2 separate regions of the Sus scrofa genome follow, and region 2 is linked to region 1. The links are chromatin contacts, called in public Hi-C maps. All regions are on one chromosome and are shown on one strand. Each heading gives the region's core, a stretch centred on a gene start, on an enhancer-like site or on the middle of the called end of the contact. The rest is flanking DNA. Distances are from core to core; before and after follow the strand shown. Region 1 has its middle 150 kb from the start of NR2F2. Region 2 has its middle 920 kb from the start of NR2F2.

What was found. Hi-C and Micro-C count contacts between places; a contact is called where the count stands out from the background.
Region 2: a contact with region 1 is called in a Hi-C map of liver, with 2.8 times the contacts expected there. The contact joins two enhancer-like sites.

What each region holds. Positions count from the first base shown.
Region 1 is chr7:83,233,213-83,240,805 of Sscrofa11.1, forward strand. No RefSeq gene overlaps it. Among named protein-coding and RNA genes, the nearest start is that of NR2F2, 150 kb to the left of the region's middle. Within about 2 kb of position 4,144, at least 16 of the 83 cell types and tissues checked have an H3K27ac peak or open chromatin away from gene starts, as enhancers often do. A contact at or near this core is called in liver, where this site is marked.
Region 2 is chr7:84,005,974-84,013,566 of Sscrofa11.1, forward strand. No RefSeq gene overlaps it. Among named protein-coding and RNA genes, the nearest start is that of NR2F2, 920 kb to the left of the region's middle. Within about 2 kb of position 4,873, at least 19 of the 83 cell types and tissues checked have an H3K27ac peak or open chromatin away from gene starts, as enhancers often do. A contact at or near this core is called in liver, where this site is marked.

The DNA of each region.
Region 1 (7,593 bases), core at 2,894-5,393:
TCCATGGTTTACTTTGAGAGGGGTGAAATATGTGATTCCAAAGAAACTCCAGAGAACAGTTCTTAGGTTGCTGTGAGCTGAGAGAGGGAGGAGGATTTGAGATAGTTACCATAAAAGAGAGCATCGAAGAAAGGACATGAGAACCACATTTAAATATTGAAAGTAAGGGGCAGCAAACATTTTTCATAATGGATGAGTTAGTAAATGTTTTAGTCTTTGCTGGGCCAAATGGTCCTTGTTGTCAGTGCTCAGTTCTGACCTTGTAGTAGGGTGGAAGCAGTCATAGACAGAGACAATACATAAACGAAGAAGTGTGTGGTTGTGTTCCAATAAAATTTTACTTATGGATGGAGGTTTGAATTTCAGATGATTTTCATGTGCGTATTACTCTTCTTTTGATTTTTTATATGATCTGAAAATTTTAAATCCATCCCTGGCTCATGAGCCACATGAGAACAGACACTGTTTTGCCAAGCCCTGATATAAGATGATCAAACTGAAGAAAGAATAATAATTATCCTGTGCAAGGCTTGCGAATCAAATGAAGAAAGGAGGCATGTTTGCCTTAGAAAACAAAAGATCTTTCAATTAAGAAGAGTTGAAACAAACTCTATGTTTACTTTGTCTCTCTCCCCATCCCATCTGGTAGCATAGGGTTAAAGGGACAGGTTCCAGAACTAGTCTGTTTAGTTAAATTCCCTAGCTCCTAGCTAGATGTGTGACTTATTACAAGTTACTTAACCCTTTCTTGTAGAATTCAGTTGACTCATTTGATAAAATTAGAGGTGGCATTGTAAGCATTCAATAAGTTAATGTTAGGAGAGGTGCGGGTTTGCAATCAGTGTTCAATATACTGGCACAGGTCTGGTGACATAGTAAGTGTGAAATAGTGCTTTCATTATTTTCATTACAGTTATCACCATTATTATTGTTGTTATTATCAGGGAGAAGCTAGATAGGCATACATGAGAGTTTCATTGAAGGAATTCCGACTTTTCACGGAAGGCTGAACTAATAGATGCTTAGATGTTTTCTTGTTCTAACAATCAGTGTTCTCTTCAATTTAATGCCTGAGGCTTCCACCATGAGACTCAAGTGTTGTTGAAATCCGAGAATAAAGAGCACAATATTTTAATCATTAATGTTAGCTAGCCTTGACAATAGGTAAAAAAGTATTTTCCTTCTCCTTGATCTCTCTTGATCTTGGATCTTGGATTTACTTCTCAGGGTGCTTTATTAACTATAACTTGCATAGGTGCTGACTTGTCGTAATACTACTTTAATGTTATCCCCATATGGGAAAGTGAGAAGAGGAAAGATCTTTGCTTTGTCATGGGAAATGGGTCACACCAAAAGCATTAAGCAAGGACATAATTCTTCCTGCGAACTGTAATCACCTACCAGGTGATGCTGAATACCGGGTTAGCTGTGAGAATACTCTAGGACTGGTGTGGGGGTCATATGATGCTGTATGACTGTTCTCCAAGTCCATCTTGACCACTGTTGAGAAGAGAGATATGAAAGTAGACCTCCACATGTCCCCTATCCCCTGGGTATAACTCTCGTCCTGTACTGTTGTCTCTGACTTTTGTGTTTTCGAGTCTGCTTATCCTTACTGGTGTCTGATTGCTTCCCCTTGTTTTCTCTGTTGCCTGGCTAGAAAAGATGTCTCGGAGTGGTAAGCAAATGGTGAAGCCACAGAAGGGCACTAGAGGAGATCATTTATGGCAACATCTTCATTTCCCAGATGAGGAGACCAAGGCTCAGATAAGATAGAACCTCTTGGCATCCCCGTGGCTTCCAGTCCAGTGCCCTTTTTATTTGACCACATTAATCTTTGACAATAAGCAGGATATGATGTAGGGATGCTTTCAGGGGTTGGGAGGTCAGGACAGCCAGATGGACATGAACTCCACATTCATGCCTGGAATATAGAGTTTCGGCATTATTTCCACATAAAGATATACTATAACCAGAATAATATTCTCAATTTGAACATTTATGGATGACATTAATGAATTTTAAGTATTAAAACCTAATCCATTTTTTAAACCTTGTTTGGGTGAAATAAATCCTTGTTTGGGTATCTTTATTATTTCATATACTGGACTCTCAAAATGTGGCATTGGTCTCTGCCTTTCTATAACTCCAAAAGTCTTAGTGATAAGAATGTGAAACCATAATATTTAAGTGGCTATGGGCCTGTGAAGAGATGATTACCGAAAGAGGAGCTGGTAGATGCACAGAACAATATCAAGACAGACCTTGTTGATGTTAGATGAGGAGTTGAAAAAAGTCAACATGGAAGGGAGGAAGGAATAATAGAGAGGGAGCTAGTAGGAAAATGGGGAGTGATGGGACCACAGTGATTCCCAAGAATTTAAGGAGAAGGAGGAAAGCCATAGCTCTCTGGTGGAGTAAGGCTTCTAGCATTTTCTCCACAGTAGGCATAGGGAATAATCCCCATAACCTCCCCCACTTCCACGTCACTTAATAAAAACTTCAATCATCTCATGTGTGTTTTGGAAGTGTGAAAGAATTTGAATGGACTCTTCCTATTTTCCACCCTGACCCAAGATGGTTTACAGAGCAAAAAGTTCCAAGGTTGCACATAGTAACTATTGTTAGGAATGCAAATAGATTTGGCTTTTTATAGTATCATATAAAATGATACACTGACATGAACTAAAAGTGATGATTGACCCAAATTCCTTTTTTTAAATAATTATGTCTATAAAATTGGATAACTACCTTAACTCCATCTTGTATGAGATATTTTTGCTAATCTCTTATTCATTCATTTAAAGTATACCTGTGCTAATGGCTTGTTCATTTAGGAAATCCTTTTTGATGAGGATAAAGAATTCTTCTGCAAAAACAAGTTGAAGTTCTAAAATTTGTTTATCACAGTGAAGGCTCCAAGATCACACATGTCCATTAGAGGTATTCAGTACAGGGTCACTGAAGGGCTGCAAGAGACAGCCAATTAGACGTCTGTTTTTCCTTTCAAAGTCCTGTCTGTTTCTTTCACCCTCTTCAAAACACCCTTAAGTAGGCATATACCAAGAGGTCAAAGTAAAAGGAAAAAAAAGAAAGTTAAAAAAAAAAGACTTTAAACAATGAGAGTTTTCTTTTCTTATCCAATAGCCATGTGCATTTTAAATACCCATCATTATGAAGAGAAAAATGAAGCCAAGTGTCTGATAAGATGTGCTGCAAAGTAGAATGATATCTATTTTGTCAAGACTTCTGACTCAGGCCGCAAAAGTGACTGAATGAAATAATTGATTTCCCACCGTGCACGAAAGAGGGCTTCAAAGTTGTTGCAGAAGTATTTGTTTAGAGTCAGGAGGATCAAGACTTTCTGGTATTTACAGCGGAAAAAACAACAACAAGCAGCCTATCTTTTAGAAAAGGAATGCATGGTTAAATTGGCTCAGCCTGTCCTTAGCAACCTGAACTCAGAGGCCACATTTTTTCCTCTCTAAGAAGCAAGTGGGAACTTGAAAAGTATGTAGCATGTCGTGAAAAGGGAGCAGTGAACTTTGCCCAGGTCTGCAGCCAGCACTGAAATCTGAACCTTTAGAAGTTTCAGGACTGGTGGATTCCCACCCCCCCCCCTTCCTTTTAAATCCCTGTCATCTAGTGCCTTCACAAAGTACCTTAGTCTGGAAACAGAGTCCCACTCCTAAGAGAAAATCTGGTCTCTAAGTATTTCTGTTGTTGTTAAAAAGGAAGTATTAAAAACAAAACCCAAAACATTAAAATCCAACTTTATGATTATTATATTTACCTTAGTTTTATAAAGCAGGAAGACATACAGAGAGATTTTCTTTTTTTTCTTTTTTCTTTGTTTGCATTCCTTTTACGGCTAGCTTTCAAAATTTTTGAGATTCCCCATGCAGAGATGATCGGCAGTTGGAAAGATCTCCCGTATGTTGTTGGGGGAGAAAAAAGAAATCAACGAAAACGTCCTTGCATTCAGGCTGCTTGCGGTAGGAATCTTTTCACAACAACAAGTTACTCGGTAATTTGAGCGGCGTTCGTTCCTGAAATTCTTTCACATAATTGAAGATTAATTTGATTCCCTAGATTGTTGAGGGTTGTTGACAGTGGGGGGCTGGGGTGGGTGGAAATAGATTATTCAAATCACAAAGAAGGAGGTGTGCCCTAAGTGGCTGTTCCATTACTGCTCAGAAATGTTTGCCTTCCTAAGTGTTCATCAGACTCAGAGGGGCAGGATCGTGCTGGAGGGAGAAGAGGGTGCTGCCAATGTTCAGAAAGCAGGTGAACTTTAGAGAAACCGAAATATTTTGTCAAGAGGGTTCTATGTATTAATGGCTCCTCCAGAATCCATTAACGCCAAAACAAGCCGGCTCAAGGGCTCTGGCTTTCTCAAGTGCCTAATGTAAACAATATGAAAGTCAATAGTGGGGGACATTCCAAGATAGTATTAACACGATTGATTTATTGATGCTTGCACAATGGGAGGTTATCTTTTGTTAATTGACTCAGTAAATAAACTGGAAGGCGGCAGGGGATGGGGAAGAAGTAGCTGGTAGAGTAAAGGTGAGGTACCTGGATTATAATTTGTTCAGCTCTCAGCCTATCTTGGTAAATTTCAGATGCCATTTCTGCTGCCAACCTCAAACACCATTGAACGAAATTAATTCTGCCCAGAACTTAACATCCATTCCTCTGGAGGGGAAGACCCAAAGGCCATGGATTCCTGTCAAACACTATATCTATCTATCTATATACATCATCTATATCTACTTCTATCTGTATATAATTTATATACACACATATATCTATATATAACATATATAGATATACACATATTGTTATATATAAAACATATATATATATATATATATATATATTAAACTTTTGCTTCAGGAAGATTCAAAACTTGGTAACAGTAAGGTAGTAAAGTGTTGAAGTAAGAACTAGAGAGAGAGAAAATCCATCCACTCTACTTCTTTACAAATCTAGAAACAGTAAAGTTTCATGGAAGATGTGTGAAATACTTGTAAATCCTTAGTAGTGAGTAATTGCTAAGGGTAGAAAAAAAATGCATCTTTTTCTATTCACGGATACTTTTTCAAAAGGCTGCTATAATTTGCTAGTTCCTCCTGGGAGAGAAAAAAACCACCATCAACAAACCCCGTATAAATTCTGAGCAGTTTCCCAGTATTTTATCAACGGAACTGGAATCTCTTGGATGGATATATAACATTTTAGACTTGTCTAGATGGAGTCTTTTTGAGACTTTTAAACCCTCATCAGAGATAGTTTAAAAATTAAAATTGTCACTGTGCATTAATTTCCATCTTAAGGAAGATCAATTTCCTTTAAGTTGGTTTTCCCTTGGTCTCCTTAAGGCTGTTTATTTATTTATTTTTGTGATGTGGGTATCCTCTAACTCCTGGCATTTTTCCTTCTCTTCCCTCTGCCAGCTCCTTCCCATCTATTCCAGTTACTGGCTGTATTCTCTGCACATGTGTCCAAAGTCTGGGTCAAGTATGCATCAACACCTGTACCAGCTCAGTTCCTTCTCTTCCTGTCACCCTGTCCCAGCTGCTCCTCCCACTATCTCCCTTCCTAACTCCCCAACACCTGTACTTCCCTGCCCCCATCCCACCCCTTTTCTCGTTATCTTTGGCCCCAAAACTTGAAGTTCACCTTTCTCCTCCACTTTCCTCACTTATCCTTGGTAAGTTCTCAAGTCCTATAGATCCTACTTCTTTTATCTATTTGTTTCTTTTATGTAAGGTTCACATACTATAACTTTTCCTTCCCAGCTAGACTACATTGGCCCAAGGATTGGCACATGGTAAGTGTTCAGTTAACATCTCTTGAATGAGGGCATAAATGAGTGCGTTTCTTTGCCTACTACTGTATATTTCTTCACAAAAATTATCTCAGATCACAGTATTACAGGGCTCAGAAACTATCAGTTACTAGTTAACTCTCAAATTAAGTGTAAACTATTCTTTTCAAGATACCCATAATCTATTTTTTTCTGTTTTCACTAAACTCATAAACATCCTATGCTCAATCCAAAATATTGCTCAATTTCCCTGAAACTCTTCATATCTGTCTACCTCTCTATCTTAGGGTATCTTTATTTCTTCAACCAGAATATTCAATCTTCTTTCCAAGATCAATTTTTGCCAGGTTCCTAAAGCTCAACTCCATGGAGGTACTTTTGGTTCCATATGCCTTTCTCTCAGCTCAGTTGGATGTCTTCTCTCCCTTTGGGGTAGCATTTCTTTTATTTAGCCTGTATTATAGATATTTCTGTACTTGATTTATCCTTTCCTAATAGAAAGTAAACACTTAGGAGACAGTAGTTAAATCTTACTTCTTTTTCTGTGCCTGGATTCTCAATGCCTCATAAATAGTAAGTTCATAGTATACTATCATTAAATTACACTGATTTTTATTTCTTTCTTTTGTTGCAAGATTTTTTTCTTTCTTTTTTGATGCATGTTCAGCATTGTGTGTGTGTGTGTGTGTGTGTGTGTGTGTGTGGCTTCACTATTTGCTAGCCCAATTAATGTCTTTAGTCTTGAAATACACATTTGTTAATCATTATCTTAAAACTGTCTTCAAGATGAATGGAGATGTGGGAGAAAAACTTCAGTTCACTTTGGATTTACCCAACTTTCTGTTCTTTCCATGCCTCTTTTAATGTCTGGGAATTTGTTACTCTAAAGTTCCACTGCACAGGGCTGCCTGCAATTTGAGATGCAAACGCCCAACTCTGTGGGCCACTTTTTAGAAGCCTGTGGTCATTCGGGAAACAAAGGCACTCCTGTTTCCTCTTCTCAATAACAATTAAGACATCAGATTAATAGAATCCTTAAATTCTTGAATGATGCTTGCAGAATAGTTTGTGTTTGCGTTAACACAAAGGAATATTTTCCAAGCCATAAAGGTCACTGAAGAAATAAGAGAGAGGAAGCTTATGAATGGGGTACGCTGGTAGATTTTTGGAGAATGGCATGTGTCCTTCGCAGTATGTTCTGGTTTTGGAGCTGCTCGTCCTGGGAGTGCTCTGTGATTTACTCCGGAGAAGGATTTCCTGGGCCAGGAATCCCCTGTGTTTGAAGGAGCCTTCCTTCTGGAGGAGAGGAAATGGGGAGGGGGAGTGGGAGGGCGAAGTTTCTCTTCACTTCTAGGGTTTGCTTAATGAGTGTAATGTTGTTGCTAATGGGATTGAGTCACAATAGCTATCCCTAACCTTGTCACCAAGACCGGTCTTCTACATGCCCCTTTTTTCAATATTGTCTGCCTGGTAACTATGCAGAAGTCTGTTCTTCCAATTTTCTAAGTGGTAATCCTAGAATTATCTGGGCTCAGAAATAAATGAAGAACTCGTGTACAGGACTCAAATTTCCCTACAGGGGTTGTAACTGAAACAAGGATTAAGTAGCAGTACACAAAACCTCTTGAGCAATGGACAACGCATCAGTTGCTAAACATTTGAAGATCATAGAAGGCCCTCAGTGCTCTTCTTTCATAGAGCTTGAGATCAAGTTTGGGTAGGGAGTAAAAGAGCAAGGCAATTTAACTCCTTTAAAGGCT
Region 2 (7,593 bases), core at 3,623-6,122, 770 kb after region 1:
TTTATTATTTTATTTTAATTTTTAAATGTATTTTATGCTTGTTCCTAATATAATTTAAAACGTTTAAATAAGTTTGGCCATCAGAATGCCTTTTTAAGATGTATGTTCTTCATTTTTCCATAGGGTTTCTAAAATCATCTATTTTGACTACATTGCTACATATTTATGATTTTTCTTCTTATAAGATTACACTCAATAGAATGACCTACTAATAGTAAAAGACTAAATTTTCTAACTTGGAGTTGTTATCAGCTCAGGTGGGCCGTTGAGGATTTTAGGATATATATATATAATAGACTAAAATTTTTCACACTATATTTCAGGTTTTGGAATAGAATAAAATTTACTCATGACTAAATGGACATCTATTTCTGGATCATAGTTTTCAGTGTTAAAATCAGAACAGAGAACTCAGACAAAGGCCAAGGTAAAGATTAGAGCCATGGGCAGGAGACACCAAGTCAAGTCAGAACAAACACCATATTAGCAGCAAGTCTGAAATTAGAGTTTAGAAGAATTGATGAGGTGAAGCAAGACAAAGGAAACCGTAATTTGTATATTGGAGGCCCAAGCAAATTTGTCTAGTCAGGATTCTAGAATATTTAAACCTCTTTTCCAAATCCACAGACCAGCCTAGGAGAATGCTCCTTTGAAGAATACTGAAATCTTTTTCAGCACTGAATTAAAACCTTGAATTAAAAACTCCAGCCACGCCTACTTTCTTTTACTTTGAATTCTCTTTAACTTCTCAGGGCTCCCACATCTTTGCCAGAAACAAACTCTGAAATTTTCTTTCACTGCACAGTAGTGGACAAAAGGTGAATTCCTGATGTCAGAGGAGTTGGAGTAGGAGTGTTTCAGGAGGTGAGGTGCAACCCACACAGGGGGACCTTACTGCCTTTTATCATTATAAAGGGACTGGTTACCACTGATATTTCTTTCAAGATAGAATTTTCACGTTACCCCTCAGACTGTCCTTGGTAGTTTGTTTCTAATAGTTTGTCCATTATCAATTCTGGCCTTACTTTTTCCAGAGGACCATTGGCTTAATGTCTTTAACCCTTTCTAGGTTTTGCTTCCTCTTCTCTGAGCTTACTTTTATTCCATTGGACTTTAACCAGCCATACACAAACATCCCAGCTAATCTTTCCAAATTAGCACTGCACCAGCTCTGGAGGGTCTCATTAGATGTGCAGCCGAGATTTATCAGATCTCATTTGCCTAATATGGAGCCTAACTTTGGGCACCTGGCCCTTGCAGTAGGGGGTAAGGGAGAATAGGAATGGGTCTTTTGTCACTGCTATGCAGACTCACTAATTTGCTCCGCCTAATAAAATTACAAATGAATACAGCTTTATTCACATTGCCGTTATAGGTTATAATAACCTTGGTACCCCATAACCTCCTGCTAGCTGAATTAATCAGATCATATTAATATTTCTTCTTACTTTCTTTTAACTGGTTCTTCTCTTAATTAAAGGGGCCAAAGACGTAAACAGGGTAGGTGACTAGAAACATGGCGTCAGGTTATAAACAAGGCTCATTAAAAAGATGGATGTGCAGGCAGACTGCAAAAATTGCTTACTTCGCAAGTGTACATTTTGTAATTTCCTGACGACTAAAAGAACTAATGCCAGATCCCGCCCCCTCCCTTTCTCACATGTATAAAAGATGATAATTTTTGAATGCTGGGGTGGGAATGCCAAAGCCAAGAAACCTATTCATCAACTCGAATAAAGTCTCTCACATTATAAGACTCGGCTCCTTTCCTCCAAGCCTCTAAATGTGAAATATATTTGAAAGTGGAAGAAAGAAAAGAAATAAACAAATGGGAAAACAGGAAATGATTTAAGAAGGAAAAAAAAGATGAATTTTTCAATGAGAACATTAAATGTTTAAAGCTATGGTTAAATTTGAAAGAGAAAATGAGAGGCTTCTCAAAAGACTGCTAAGTCTTCAGAACTTGCACACATTCAAGTGTGCATAGGTCACGTACACATGGATTTGCCTGCGCACAGAGGGCAATGGAAAGCTTAATCTTTATGCATAAGAACCCTAATAGTCAAAGTGGACAGTCCACGGTACCAAGATTAAATGAAGTTATAAGCACAACAACCCAGAAGAGCAGGGAATGGAATTTAGGAAATTTAGGAAATTTAATTCAGGTGTATTTTCCATTGCTGTGAATACTTTGCATCCGCTTGTACATTGAAATGATGGTGCACCTATATAATCATGATACATCAATAGGTTCTGATAGGATGTAGTCTAGATTATACATGTACTATATAAAATACATATGTCATTTATTATGTATTTATAATATAGAAATATTTATTAATTATATACATGTTTTTATTGGTCTACTCACACTCATATAGATGCTCATGCAGTTCTGGTCTTCTTTATTGAAACTCTGGCTCAAGCTCACTTCACCGAGCAAGAAGGCACCAGCATTTTTATTCTCACAGCAATTACTAGCAAGGCCCAAGCCCCTGCTTTCCTGTCCTTCCATCTCCCTTCTCAACAAGAGAGAAAGTCATTCTGACAGGATGATGCACAGCACGACCAGGCAAGACCTCGCTCCTTCATGAATAAATTAGAGATGAAAGTTTAACTGATCCCCTTGCATTTTTATGGAGGACCTCATCCTAATTTACCTAAATGCTTTGAGTAGAAGGAAAGAAAATGTAAGAGGCTAAGGTGGAAAGGTTAAAATCCATGTTTAAATGGAGTTTTTTTTTTTTTTTTTTTTCCAACACACCACAACACATGGATGCCTGCCACCGTACTGATGATTTCTTACTCAAACATTTAAGGGAGAAACCGAAGAAAGGAAGAATTTTTTTCCCTGCCACTATTGCTTTTTATTTGAGCTGCTGCAGGTGTGACTAATAATTCTTAGTTCAAGAAATTCTGTACAGATAACACACAAACACACACACATATATATATATAAAGCACAGGAATGGAGACCCTGAACCATCTGTATTTAAGATACTATTTTTCTCAGTGGAGCTCAAATTCTATGAAAATGGCACTTTTTTCTTAAAGCACTTGTAGGATATGCTCAGGGGATCCCCGATTTCAGTATGTTCTCCACCAATACATTTTTAGTACTAGGCAGCCATGCCAGGAGATGCAGGCAAATAATATGCAGGAGATGTGGTCAAAATACTAAGTGTTCCCATATAGAATCAGACCCCGTGAGCTGACGGTTTGGGAATCCTGTTTTTGGCAGTGGCTATTACCTGATGCTTCAGAAGCCAGGAATGAATTCGCATGACCCCAGCCCTTAAGAGGTACCCTATAGAAAAATAGGAAATTGGCAAGTAGGATCATAATACAGATTTGCTGAAGTTGTCTTTCCTAGAAATCTTTGCCTTCAGTTCTGCACCTGGTGAGTTTACCTGCAAATATCCTGTGAACTGTTACTGTTTGCAATTGATCATTTAATAGGGAGAAGAGCCCTATGCTCATTCTTGTTCTCTCTGGCCTTTGGCTCCTGAAAAGTTTGCTAAATATTGTGTCCTGATAAATATTTGAATGTGCAAACTTGTCAGGTATGACTGAAACAATAAGGAGTAATACTTTGAAAGACTGGTCAATGAAGGAAATTAAATCATTTCAATCACTTCAATCACTTTTTTTCTTAATGGAAATTTAATATCAGTTGTAAAAAGGCAGAGGATAAAGAGGCAAGTCTATTCATTTTGTAACTCCACTATTCCCTTAAAACTTAAGCAAACTAAAGTTTAAATATATGTTTTATGTTTTAAATTTTGTTTTCCTAGAATAAAATCACTTTGACATCTCATTGCACTTTGTCCTAATAAGGAAAACTCTTGAATCTAGTCCACGGCACACGACATGCACATTTTTACAGAAAACCTTGTGATTTTACTCAAGTTTATCATAATTGTCATATCAGTTTCAAAAATAAACAAATCTCAAGGACAAGATATACTATTTTCATTCCAGTGATTCCAAATTTTAATAACCATTCTAAATTAGTACTAACTAAAAGCTCAGTGTGTGACTGGCGATTCTTATTTTACATTGTGTTTTGTCTTTTTGTTTTTTTTTTTGCTAAAATGACTAATGTTCCTGAAGTATTTACCCCAATCCACCATTAACATTTCTGACATCTTAATTAGCATTTGGGCAGAGCCTAGACCATCTCCACTAAACAGAAGCACAACATTTCAGAGAGTCCCACAGACTAGCTGTGGATATTTTTTGAAAGTTAAAACTCTTTCTTTTCCCTTTCCTTTTGATCATCTTTCTGCAATGGATGGTCTCTCTTTCCTTCCCCCCATTTGTCATTAGAGGAATGTAATTTCAAGACCCTTTTCTTCTACTTGCGACTTCCTCTAAACAAAAGGACACAATAAATAAACACAGGAGATAAGGCAGTTTCTCCCCCTCCCCACTCAACCTCTCCCTTGAAACTGAGCAGCCAGAACCACTTTAGTCCCTCAGATATTGTCCTGAATTAGTATCCATGCCAATGCAGGAGTGTATGATAATAAGAAACACCAAACAGGGGCCGACTGTAATATGTGTTTTGATATATATTATTTTTAGTGTTTTTGGCAAACCTATCTTGCTGAGTATACTGATGAAGTTTGCAAGTAATTGTGTACGCGTTTCTGTGAAAGATAAATGACCTTCCTTCCCAAGGACGCTTGGCCAGGCCTTAATCCTGAGTGTGTGTGTGTGTGTGTGTGTGTGTGTGTGTGTGTGTGTAACTGTTTTTGAAAGCCTGACAAGGCATCTTGATCATTTCCTCATTTTGAGGCCTACCCACAGCCTCGCACACGGCCCCCCTTTCTGAAATGTTATTATTCTGTCGTGAGGCCTTCTTCAGCCAGGATGTTACTTCATTTCCACGTTTTGTCTCAGCCTGAATGTGAATGATGCTCTTTCAGCAATATACAGCCGCTTAAACTCCCTGCTGCTGGCTTACATAAATATACAACACCCGTCTCGCCCTATAACTCACTTTAGGCCTGGAAAAATAGTGACTTCCTTTATTGGTCAGATTCTCTCGCAATTCCCAACAGCTGTATGTTCTCACCTCTGAGGATCCTTATCTTCAAGTTTCCATTTGTCTCAGCACTATTCCAGTGGATTGCCAATAAAAATGATTCCCATTTTTATAACCCTTGAGAACACAGAATCCAGCTTTCCAGAGAAACTGATTTCCGCCCCCACCCCCACAAATAAACAAACAAACAAAACCTCAGTACGACTTACCTAAAAGGCTATTTTGTCTTTAGGAGACATGGTCTTGAAACTGAGTGAGCTGAGGGATTCAGGAAAATGTGAAGTGTGGGCTTTAAACCCAGTAATTATATTCAAGAAAATCTGTGTTTATTTTCTCCCTCAAGAGAACAAATTGGGAGATACGGCATGTAATCATTAAAATAACATGTGTTCAGAGGTGTATTTCATAGCCATATATGTAAGAGACTCTATAGAAAAGGAAAACCACCTTGGTATTACATTATTCGTTTATCTTCATTAATAAATTAACATTACTTCCCGGGCTTCTGAACTGAAAATTATTTTTAAATGGGTGGGTTCTTTGAATTTATTTATTAAAGGACATGACGTAGGAAAGGAAAAAAAAGTGCCTTTAAACTTGAAATTGTTACGCAGTTGAAAGGTAATATAATGGATATAGGCACCTAATTTAGTTAGATGCCAGTGAGTCATGGACTTGGGCAAAGGCTCTGTTTACTGCTGTGGCATTTGGGACAGCTTGCTGTTTATCTGAACCTCAGTTACTGCTTCTGTCAAATGGGGGCTAACTCCCTCCCTCTCATGTTTTGAGGATTAAAAAAAGAAGAGATGGACTCACCAGTGAAATACAATATGAACAACATACAGATTTCTTGCTACTTGTTTCCCTCTGTAATAAAGTTGCGGTTACTATCGGCAAGTTTTAAATAAAAGTGTTCTGGAAGATTAGGGGCATGAAATGAAGAAAATGAGTAGTGTGGGTACTTGCACTGGAGCCACAAAACCACATACTAAAGGGAAGGGCAAGACTATTAAATACTAATGTGTCAAAGCTTCACTTAAAAAAAAAAAAAAAAGATGTGAATTCAAGGAACAGGGAAATTACCAGATTAAAGTGAGTGATACCCCTCTTTTATGACCTTGCAAGTCTCAATAGGAGGAAGAAAGATGATTGCAGACTTGCAGCATGCGTTAGCGGAAGGGACTGTGTGGGAGCTGAGTGCCCAGTGGAAACTGACAATTGTTACTCTCTGTTGCAAAACTCTGGCTTTGGGATTTGTTTTCCTTTCCTGCTCCCTCTGTCCAACTTCCCCTCCAATCCCCGCCTCCACCAAAGCATGAATGATTATTTTGGAAAGTCACCTAGCTGTGTTCCACACATTCAACTTGCTCCCAAAGACAGCTCCAAATGAACTCCAATGATCCTTTCAACATGTATGCTCGATATGTCCTAGAAATGTGCACGCTCCTCCTTCTTACTCTCTCTTCCTGGATGTTTGTGCAGGAGTTGCTTTTTATAAATTCTCCTCAGCACTCTCAAATCAGCCCCAAATCTCCAAAACTGTCTCTTTGAGAGGGAGGTGATTGTAATCTTATAGCCCACATCATTGAAGGCAGCCCAGTCTTGTATTGCCCATTTCCTCAAACAGCTGTGGGTAGAACTTAACATTTTCTTAGGGTCAAATGTTCCCTTGTCAGTGGGGAAATTTTTCTGCTCTAAATGAAATGTTACAAAATACATTTTCCCCCACCCCCCTCCTCAAAAGCTCTGGACTCAGAGCTGTTTTATTTATCCCACCATTCAGAGGACTGTAAAACATGCTGTTTCACATTGTAACATAAGCTCTTTTTTAAAGTGTGCCCTGAGTATTTGCAATTGTTATCAGGCCCAGATGTATCCGAGTGTCAGCATGAAGTTCTGTTCCTTGGCTCAGACACAGAAAAGGTAATTAGCTCCAAGGCCTCTGTGCTAAGTTTGTAGGAGAAGCAGCAGCCTGAGAATAACCATTTGCTTCTCTCCTAACTTCTTCCCCATCCCACCTCCCCCAACCCAAAATACAGAGGTTAGAATCTTTTGTTCCTGAAGCTGTTCTGAGAAGAGCAAATACATGTTTTGATTGAGATTTTTGAAGGAGGGAGAGCCAATGGTAAGAGTCAGCTGGAGAAAAGAGATGCGCAAAACCTAGGCCTGGGAGTAGAGGGGGTTAGAGGATCTCGAACAGAAAATGTGCTACTCATGGAGTGTTAAGCCTGCACACTTGAAATCCCAAATCATATTATTTTGCTTTCTTCTCCCTTCAATTTCTCCCTCTTGGCCATCAACTTTTAAAAACGGAGCCAGGAAGGGACATTCACACTTTAGAGGCAATATTTCCCAACCAGTGCTCCATCCCATGGCTTATTCCAGAGAAAAATTCCTAGATAACATGAAGAAAGCAGACCTGGCATGATGCCACCAAGGAGGGGCATGAGCTAACAGGAGCTGCTTTCTTGAAAAAACTGATCTGCATATTCGTTTCAGAAAAAAAAAATTTAAAAAAAAAGGTAAAACCAAACAAAAATAGG